Regions from separate parts of the Oryctolagus cuniculus genome. Here region 1 is linked to region 2. A link is a contact called in public Hi-C data. All regions are on one chromosome and are shown on one strand. Each heading gives the region's core, a stretch centred on a gene start, on an enhancer-like site or on the middle of the called end of the contact. The rest is flanking DNA. Distances are from core to core; before and after follow the strand shown.

Region 1 (5,380 bases), core at 2,602-5,101, 710 kb after region 2:
GCCGTCGGTAGTCTTGACATCAACATGAGCTTCAATCATGGTCTAGGGAAAAAAAAGATACTGGCAGATATTAAACAGCAACTCTTTTAACATTAAAAAGTTGGAATGCTAAACACTCAATGCAGTATAAACTATCACAGTAACATCTAATTTACAGAACAAACTGCAGATGTGACCTGATACCCCAATTCTTTTTTTTTTTTTTTTTTTACAGGCAGAGTGGACAGTGAGAGAGAGAGACAGAGAGAAAGGTCTTCCTTTTGCTGTTGGTTCACCCTCCAATGGCCGCTGCGGCCGGCGCACCGCGCTGATCCGATGGCAGGAGCCAGGTACTTATCCTGGTCTCCCATGGGGTGCAGGGCCCAAGCACTTGGGCCATCCTCCACTGCACTCCCTGGCCACAGCAGAGAGCTGGCCTGGAAGAGGGGCAACCGGGACAGAATCCGGCACCCCGACCGGGACTAGAACCCGGTGTGCCGGCACCGCAAGGCGGAGGATTAGCCTGTTGAGCCGCGGCGCCAGCCCTGATACCCCAATTCTGACTATCCTTTTTAATCTAATAGTCCAAACAGCTGTCTTCAAGTCCACTGTTACTGTTTACTGCACACACCTTAACCCTTACACCTTTTGCATATACGTGTATGCATTTAACAATGGCCCATCTATGCAAGATGAAAATAGGTTAAAAAAGGAACATGATGGCCTACATTTAGGGTTTGCTTTTTAAAATGTGATCTGAATAGGTGAAGCATTACTGTAATATCAATATGTGTACATTAAAAAATGCTCTGTAAAGTCCAAACTGAAGCATGTTAAGGATTCAATATTCAATTCATAGCTAAAATCAAAATAAAAACCCAAGTTCATGGTTGTATAACCTGAATTTGAAAAGCAGAACTATCTTAAACAGTGACAGAAACTGATTTCCTTCTTTGCATTTTCCAGATTTCATACTTCAGTTTATAAAAAAGTGAACTTCAATACAAAGAGGCCTTAAAACATTTCCAGAATGAGAGCCATAAAACCTTATGGGAATGTCAGAAATAATGTAACGGTATAATCAGTGTATATCAATATCATTTGGGACCGAAACATTTTGTCATCATTCATTCCCATATGCAAATACCCCAAGGTGGATGATCAGCCAGACACAGTTAATAACCTGAAATGATACTTTTGCTAATCATGTTTACATGGATCGTTGCTGCACACCAGTTCTCTCCCACTATCTATCTATATCCCCAGAGGTAAATCCAAAGTAGCCAAAGACACTTTTTTTTCCTTATAATCTCCCAGATTTTGAAATCCAGAGATATTCTGAAACAAGGCGACGCTGCCCACTGACACCCGGATCTTCACCAAGTCAAAAAAATCTTTCCTGATAACCAAATTATTAAATCTTGGCTTCAATTCATAAACAGGTTAGTAATCAGAAGAACCATAGCTTGCCTACTTATGCTCAAACTCAGGGGTGCCTACCCCAGAATTAACATTCAACAGTACTGGGAAAACAGGAATTGAGAACGAATCTAAGTTCCAATTACACGACTCGCTCCTTTCTGTCAGCACACCCTGACATGCTGGGTCACGCACCCCGCTGCACCACAGGCACACAGGGGGCCTCTAGTCTCACCTGCCATTTTTTGACCATGGAGCACATTTTGTCCCGGGTAAGATCCATGCCGTGGAAGTTAGTCAGGCAGTTTTTGCCCTGAACATCCTCCGTAATCAGTTTGAATTTTCTAAATGCAACTTCATCGTTCTGCAGGTCAGCAAGACTCACTTCAAAAACACGCCCCTTGAGTCCATCAGACGCAATTTCTACAGAACGAGCATTAAATAAAGTCTTGTTAGCGTTAGGAACTACACAAGCAAAGTCAAGCCTACAAAGTCTTGCACCGAGTTGAGGTTAGACATTAAGGTAACAGAATTACAATGCCTGGCTTTAACAAATGTCCATCTAGATGAATGATCAACAGTGCTCATCAGAAATTCAAAATAACCCGCACATCTCAGTACCGTGTAAAACAGCAGCGGTGCCGAAGCTGCAACCAGGAGCTGACAGTTCCCTAGCGTCTCCGCGGCCAGGACTCATGGCAGAACATGCTACAGTTCCCGTGCCCCCGTGTAAGGAAACAGAACAAGATACTCACTGGTTCCTTGGGTCCTCGTGACCAGTGTTTTCCCAATATTTCGTATGTTGAACATAGCAGGTGCCTTCACATCATACCAATCTTTCTTAGAAAATGGGTCCACCCTGAATTTTAAAAACACCTTTAAGATTCACTGCATTATCACCTAATTCCGACTGCTTTTCTAAGCTTTTTCCTTCCAGTACCACTTGTTAGGAGGCTAACTGGCGATCTGATTCTGGGCTAAACTTTGTCCGACAGTGAAGTTAGGAGCGCAGCTCCTCCACGGGCTGCCACGCAACTCAGGCAGCCCCGCGAGTCCCGACAGCCGAACTCTCCCCAGCAACACGGCTCAACCGCCGCGTCCGCAAGGCCCCGAAAGCTACGACGAGCAGCCAGCCCGCCACGACACAGCAACCAACACGGCCAGGCCGCCGCTGTTTGCCGTGCACCAATTGCCCCCGGCCCGCGCAATCCAACCGGCATCTTCGCCATCCGGCCCACGCCGCGACCAAGGGCCCACCCGCTCACTCCAGCAGAACCCCAGAAAGCAAGTCTCCACAACAGCCGCCACTTACACTTTCTTCTTGGCTCCCTTTTTGCCGCCTTTCGTAAGGCGCTTGTTCTTGCCGACCGCCATGGTGGTGCTCAGAGAGCCAAAAGGGCGGAAGTACAACTCGCGCGAGAACTTAGGCGTACAGAACGGGGCGGGGCGCGTCGTTTACGTGACCTTTGATCGTTTCTTCTTCCTGCCTCAAGAATATCGCGACAACAGCGAGTGACAGGCCGCCCACTGAGGCTGCGACAGCGCCCTCGTGTGTCCGGAGGCCGTGCTGTGGCGAGGCGGGTGCCTGGTGGCCTTCGGTCCTTGGGAATGGCTGCCGGCGGTGTCTGAGGCTGTGACGTGAAGTAAATTTCCGCGGAAGGAGACGCCGGCTGGACTCGCCGTCCAGTGTATGGAATCAAGCAACAGAGCCTGGTTCAAGTGCGAGTTTCGGCGCCACTGAGCCTTGCAAACGCTCTACGCGTCAGTGTCGTGTACTTCACGAAGTTGGTGGGAAACTGGAATTTAAGAATAAGTTTATTTTGTTGAAAAAGCATTTGAGCCGGCGCCGCGGCTCACTAGGCTAATCCTCCGCCTAGCGGCGCCGGCACACCGGGTTCTAGTCCCGGTCGGGGCAACGGATTCTGTCCCGGTTGCCCCTCTTCCAGGCCAGCCCTCTGCTGTGGCCCGGGAGTGCAGTGGAGGATGGCCCAGGTGCGCAGTGGAGGATGGCCCAGGTGCTTGGGCCCTGCACCCCATGGGAGACCAGGAAAAGCACCTGGCTCCTGGCTCCTGCCATCGGATCGGTGCGGTGCGCCGGCCGCAGTGCGCCGGCCGCGGCGGCCATTGGAGGGTGAACCAACGGCAAAAGGAAGACCTTTCTCTCTGTCTCTCTCTCTCACTGTCCACTCTGCCTGTCAAAAAATAAATAAATAAATAAATAAAAAAAGAAAAAGCATTTGAATTGCATGCACTGGAGAAGCCCTCAAAAAGTTCATGGGAAATTGCATGGCTTTCAAAAAAAAATTTTGCACCATAATAAACATCTTTAAATTGTTTTTTAAAGATTTGTTTATTCATTTGAAAGGCAGTGAGGGAGAAATATAAAATTAAAAAAAAATTTTTTTACTTACTTAGAGACAGACAGACACTGAGAAAGCTCGCATCCACTGGTTCACTCCCCAGATGACCACAATAGCTGGGACTGGGCCTGAGCTGGGAAATCATCCAGGTTTCCCGTAAAGGTGACAGGGACCGAATTACTTGGGTCCTCACCTGCTGCCTTGCAGGGTTTCCACTAGGTGGAATCAGCAGTAGAGCCTGGAATTGAACCTAGGCACTCTGATGTGAGATCACGCATTTTTTTTAAAAAAAAGGATTTCTTTATTTAAAAATCAGAGTTATAGCGAGGCAGAGGCCGGGGGGGGGGGGGTGTCTTCCATCCGATGGTTCACTCCCTAATTGGCCACAATGGCCAGAGCTGAACCCATCTGAAGCCAGGAGCCAGGAGCTTCTTCCAGGTCTCTCACGTGGATGCAGGAACCCAAGGACTTGGGCCATCTTCCACTACTTTCCCAGGCCACAGCAGAGAGCTGGATGGGAAGTGGAGCAGCAGGGTCTCGAACTGGCATCCGTATGGGATGCTGGCACTTCATGCCAGGGCGTTAACCCACTGCGCCTCAGCACCAGCCCCGCGAGATGCAGGCCATTAGGCTGAATGGCCACTCCCAAACTTAACTATTCATTCCATTTCTGCGAAGTTTTGGATGTAACCTCCTATATAAAATGAGGATAACAATACAAGCTACTTCCTAAGTGTGTTAGTAGGGTTAAATATGTATGTGGGTGTAATTCCAGGAATGCTAATAATGTTTTGCCTGTTGGTACCAGTGCTGGCTGGTGTCAGCTATGACCATGCCTTGTGAACATTTATTTATCAAGCTATGTGCTCACCTGTGTACTTTTTTATGTCTCTTATACATTGGTAAGCTAAGACAATGTGGAATACAATCTCTAAATTTTTCAGTTTTTTGCAACCAATCGCCCTCCAGGCTCTATAACTGTAGGGGTTTAAGAAAGCCCATCCTGGTGACTTACAGCCCCCTGGCTCAAGTGTGCAGCCCCTAGAAAGGTTCTGACCCAAACAGCCAGTGGTGTACTCAGTTCCCTCCTCTTGCTTTGCCTCTGGCACAAAACCCAGCGCCTAAGCCAGAGAGCTGCCGCAGTTGTGAGGCCCCTGCAGGCTTCTCAATCCGCAGTCCCTGGCCAATCCTCACCCCTACCCTCCAAGACCAACTTTCTAACGTTCTGCTCTGCCTCTAAAGTCTGAATAATTTTCCAAATCTCATTGCCTGGAGGATAAGGAGAAAGCCCTTGATTCACAACAGTATGAGCATACTTAGTATCACTGAGCTGCACTTAAAAGCGGTTAAGTTCTATGTTTCTCAGCCTAAGTTCTAAAACAAGTGCAAGTCCTTCGCTGAGGACGCGCTTCCCTGGCCCTGTTGACTGTTTTCTGTCCTCACCACAACCTAACCTGTGCAGGTCCACCTGCTGCAGCCTCCTAGAACTGCTTAGGACCACACAGGCTTCTATTGCCTCTGTGTATTTCTCCTCCATAGCAGGCAAATATCTGTGCATTTCCAAGACAGCTAGCTTGCTTTCTTCTTGCTATAAGAAGTGTAGTCCTCGGACAAGCAGGCTT
Region 2 (4,705 bases), core at 805-3,304:
CTGCACTCCTGGGCCACAGCAGAGAGCTGGCCTGGAGGGGCAACCGGGACAGAATCCGGCACCCTGACCAGGACTAGAACCCGGTGTGCCGGTGCCGCTAGGCGGAGGATTAGCCTAGTGAGCCACGGCGCCAGCCAGCTTATCCTGATTAACCACAACACCAGCCCCTCCTTTCAGAGGTTCTGTTGGGGTCTTTTTCTTCTCATACAGGCCATGTTTTGCAAGTCCATGTTTGGGTTCATTTTTCTTTGCATAATCCAAAGAATACAAATCATGCCAAAACCAGTTTTCTTGTCACCATCAAAATGAGTTCTGAATCCAACTACAAAGAAGAGGTCAGGGTGGTCTTGTATATTCTGGCTAGCTTTTCTCGAATTTCTGTCTTAGGGACTATTGCCTTCTCAGGGTGGAGGACATCAAGGGCCAATTTTTTCCTCTGAAGTATTCAGTTGGTCATGAATTTCCCTGTCTGGAAAGTTACTGTGTCATTCTTGATGGTGGTCAATACTTTCCATAAATATTTTTGAGCGGCTTATGTTGTATTCTGGAAATACTATGGTGATTGGCAGACAAGGAACTTGGGGAGATGTAAGATAAACATCCACTAGTCATAGCACTAAGAGAGGAATCAAAATATAATGATAGAGAATGCATTTTTTTTGACAGGCAGAGTTAGACAGTGAGAGAGAGAGAGACAGAGGGAGTTATAGACAGTGAGAGAGACAGAGAGAAAGGTCTTCCTTCCATTGGTTCACTCCCTAATGGCCACCATCGCCGGTGCTGTGCAGATCCGAAGCCAGGAGCCGGATGCTTCCTCCTGGTCTCCCATGCTGGTGCAGGGCCCAAGGACTTGGGCCATCCTCCACTGCCCTTCTGGGCCACAGCAGAGAGCTGGACTGGAAGAGGAGTAACTGGGACAGAATCCAGCACCCGAACCAGGACTAGAACCTGGGGTGCCTGCGCCACAGGTGGAGGATTAGCCAAGTGAGCCATGGCGCTGACCCATAGAATGCATTTTGAATTGAGAAAATAAAGTAATTCTGCTGGGATGATGGTATGTGCCATCAAGGGTTTCTTGCTTATAGAAAGTGTTTCGTATGCTGGTCAAGAACTAAAAAAGTAAAAATGCACATGAACGCTCAATCTAGGTCTATCTCCAATCAACCTTGCTTAAAGGTAGTACTCTACCTACATGAAAATCTTATTTTTATTACTTCTTTTATGCTGTCTCCTCTCGCTAGAATGTAAGCTCCATGAACCCAGAGGCCATGAGTGCCCTGCTCTTGGCTGTATTTCCAATAGCTAAGAACCATACCTGACCAAGGTACCAAGTAAGTATCTGATGCAAAGGCCGGCACTGTGGCGTACAGGTAAAGCTGCCACCTTCAGTGCCGGCAACCTATATGGGCGCCAGTTCGAGTCCTGGCTGCTCTACTTCTGATCCAGCTCTCTGTTATGGCCTGGGAAAGCAGTAGAAGATGGCCCAAGTCCTTGGGCCCCTGTACCCGCGTGGGAGACCCAGAAGAATTCCTGGCTCCTGGTTTTGGATCGGCACAGCTTCGGCTGTTGTGGCCAACTGGGGAGTGAACCAGCGGATGGAAAACTCCTCTCTCTCTAACTCTCCTCTATGTTTAACTCTGACTTTCAAGTAAATAAATACATCTTAAAAAAAAAAGTATCTGATGCATGAATACCTGATTTGGTGTGTGAAGTAGGAGAGTTGATAGAGAAGAGAGTGGGTGTGGAGGTTCGGAAAGTCTTCCCGGTGATGTCAAGGTTATTTATTTCAGCTGACAAGGTTAACGGCGCTGTAAAACCTCGCCCAGGCTTCTGAGTTGACACACACTCACATTCACACACTTGCAGGCGGGCAAACACCTCTCCAACTCCCCGCTAGGAGTCGTCACACCTCCCGACCCAAAAACCCTCCCACGCTCTCCTCTATTTCCCCTTCCCTCCCCTCCCCGCCACAGTTCCGGCGACTTTCAAGTCGCAATGCTCGCCGGGAATAGTAGTCTTCCTGTCTGAGTCTATAAAGATTTTAAACATTTCCGGAACTACGTTTCCCAGAGAGCGTCGCGCCAGGGAGACGCTGCGCCACCTGACCAGAACCGTGGCGGTGCAATGGCGGTGCCCACGCTGCGCTGCGGCTTCAGTGGAAGTCGCTGGACTTTTGCTTTGGTTGACAGGGGTTGTCGCCATCGAACTGTCGCCACATTCAACTGGATAAGGGGACAGAGCTCAGTGGCTCAGCAGCCCCTCCACACGGCCCAGAAGCCGAGGAAAGGGTATTATTATTTTCATACCACTACTGTCCACTGAAAGTGTGGGGTGCTCCTGCGGGTCAGGGGAGATGATGGCCATTAACAGCCCAGGTTTAAGACGCTCTGGTGGGCGGGAAGGGATTGAGATACTCTCTGTAGCTCAGAAACCTAAATGAAAAACAAACCAACCACCCCGTGTGATCCTCGCCACCACACGTAAATCACTGTCTTCAATTTGGCGTATTCGGGGAACTTTCGAGTGTAAAATAGCAAGTATTTTCTTGAACCAAAAGCTAAGCAGACAGAGGAGTGGGTTCATACACCTTACTAATTGCCTCTGCCGCGGGCTGGGTGGCCTTATATTCGGGGTAATATTTAGCTCTCAGCGAGGGTTGAGCGCTGCTATGCGCTAGTGGTGTTCTAAAGGTAGACCACTCTGGAGTTTGTTGTGGTTCAGAGTCGTTAGAAAACACCAGCTCTCTACAGAGGCGTTTGATGTTTTACGTGTGTCTAAACTTAGAAGGATGCAGCCAATAGGAGCTATCTTCCCTCTGGTTATGTAGAGAGTTTTGCTTATTTTGCTAGCCATCCTCTGAACAGCTGTTTAATGCTTCACTGTAGAAGATTTAAATAGTTTCTTTTGAAATACAGGAACATAAGGCGCTTTTCTAATATTTGTTTATTCTTTGAGATTGGTTGGCATATTTTTGCTTTTCAGTTGGAGGAGCAGAGGGAAAATGTCCGGAAGCATTCCACTTCTATTCTTTGCATATATTAAATAACTTCCCTGTGAATGGGTAGTGTGTGTGTGTGTGTGTGTGTGTGTGTGTGTATTTGCCATGTAATGATACTGCAAAAATAATCTGAATCATGCTTTGGTGAATGCAGAACTCCTAGAGTTCTTGATTGAATTCCTCTCGTTTATGGGCTTCCAAACTTTAAAAAGTACTTAATCTTGAAGTAATTTAGATGTAGAACTTTGTATGTTGAAATGATTGAAACAAATGCCAATACATATAAACAAAAACCTGTATAATACACAGAGTTGCTTGGGGGAAGGACAGGATAAGAACATACGTGGATTTCATAGGGAATAAGCCACACTTAGGAGAACTTGGAAAGACCTGTGTACAGACCCAGCACAGTAAGAATGGCTGGATAAGAGAGATTTTTATAGCTTTTAACAGCTTCTTAGGTTTGATAGCAGTCAGGCATGAATGAACAAAGGAACCTAAAGTTGGATCTCAGGAATTGGAAATGATTTCTAGAAACAAGCAAGACACGTCTAGTGGGTTACTGTTTTCCTTTGCACAGAATTTTCAGGAATACCATTTAGTGGTGATCTATACCTGTGTCACTGTGTCATTGTACTTGCACATCATTGTTATACAGTGAATTCCAAACATGTTTGAGAATTTTTTTTTACTACTGTTATTTCTCTAGTTGCAGAATCATGCCATTTATGTTAATTCTAAGAAGTTTTTGAAAGATCAGCTCTCTTTCCTGAGTGATTAATTGATAAGGTGCAGTGAATTTAGAAAATGCTGCTTTTCGCTGAAGTCAGCCAAGCAGTTGTCACCTGATACTCGTTTCTAAATTGTTCTAGGTGCTAAATTGTTTTCCTCTCTATCACCTTCCAGTTCGTACAGCAAGCCTGGTGTCCTGTTGTAAATGAATTTTACCTTGCCAATCTCACTGTAGGTGTTTCTTATACATTGACTTGATGTAGTAACCAAAACAATATGACACATTTCTAAATGTAAGGATATAAAACTTTAGTACATTAAAATCAGGTATAGGCAATTAACCTTTGGGATTTAGGCTCCTAAAAGTTGATACGTGGTGAAGAATGTAACTATTTAACCTTTTTATCTCTTTCTCTTTAGTGCGCAGGAATGGGCAGCTGTGGTAGGTTTGGAAATTCATGCCCAGATTTCTTCCAACTCTAAACTGTTCTCTGGAGCTGAAGTCCGCTTTGCAGCACCTCCAAATTCTTTGGTTTCTTTTTTTGATGCGTCTCTGCCTGGAACTCTGCCGGTAAGTGTTTGTTTAATCCTATTTTTATTGGAAATGGTTATGTCATTTTGATCATAGTTAGTGATGTCTTTGTTTTAGTATCTGGGCAGGACTCTTGGGAAATACTTCAGATCTAGGTAATTGGGGGTGAAGTGGGATGGGCTAAATGTTTTCGAACCACCCATCTTTGAATCTTTTTCTAAGTCTGAATATTTCATGCACGTGTGAGTATTCACTCATTTCACAGACATTTTAGAATGCCTCCTAATTCCAGACCCTGTGCTATATGAACTGGCTCCTACAGATGAGCAAAGATCCTTGCTTGTGAGGGCCTCAACAATTGGTAGAGATGTATGCTATAAACAAATAGAGTGCAGTGTGGTCGCTCCTGTGATGGATACATGCAGAGGATACTTTCACAACCC

The links. A called contact is a pair of places that touch in the nucleus more often than the background predicts.
Region 1: a contact with region 2 is called in a Hi-C map of an unstated tissue, with 4 times the contacts expected there. The contact joins the promoter of RPS3A here to the promoter of GATB in region 2. A contact is called at or near these places in 2 of 6 Hi-C or Micro-C datasets (psoas muscle and an unstated tissue).

The regions. Positions count from the first base shown.
Region 1 is chr8:13,512,622-13,518,001 of mOryCun1.1, forward strand. RPS3A (ribosomal protein S3A) reads right to left here and starts at 3,852. Exons shown (of 7, transcript XM_002716902.5): 1 at 3,810-3,852; 2 at 2,711-3,194; 3 at 2,154-2,257; 4 at 1,634-1,821; 5 at 1-42. The coding sequence starts at 2,772. LOC127483338 (small nucleolar RNA SNORD73) reads right to left here and starts at 1,111; the gene lies at 1,034-1,111.
Region 2 is chr8:12,804,656-12,809,360 of mOryCun1.1, forward strand. GATB (glutamyl-tRNA amidotransferase subunit B) reads left to right here and starts at 2,055. Exons shown (of 13, transcript XM_002716908.5): 1 at 2,055-2,288; 2 at 4,151-4,301. The coding sequence starts at 2,125.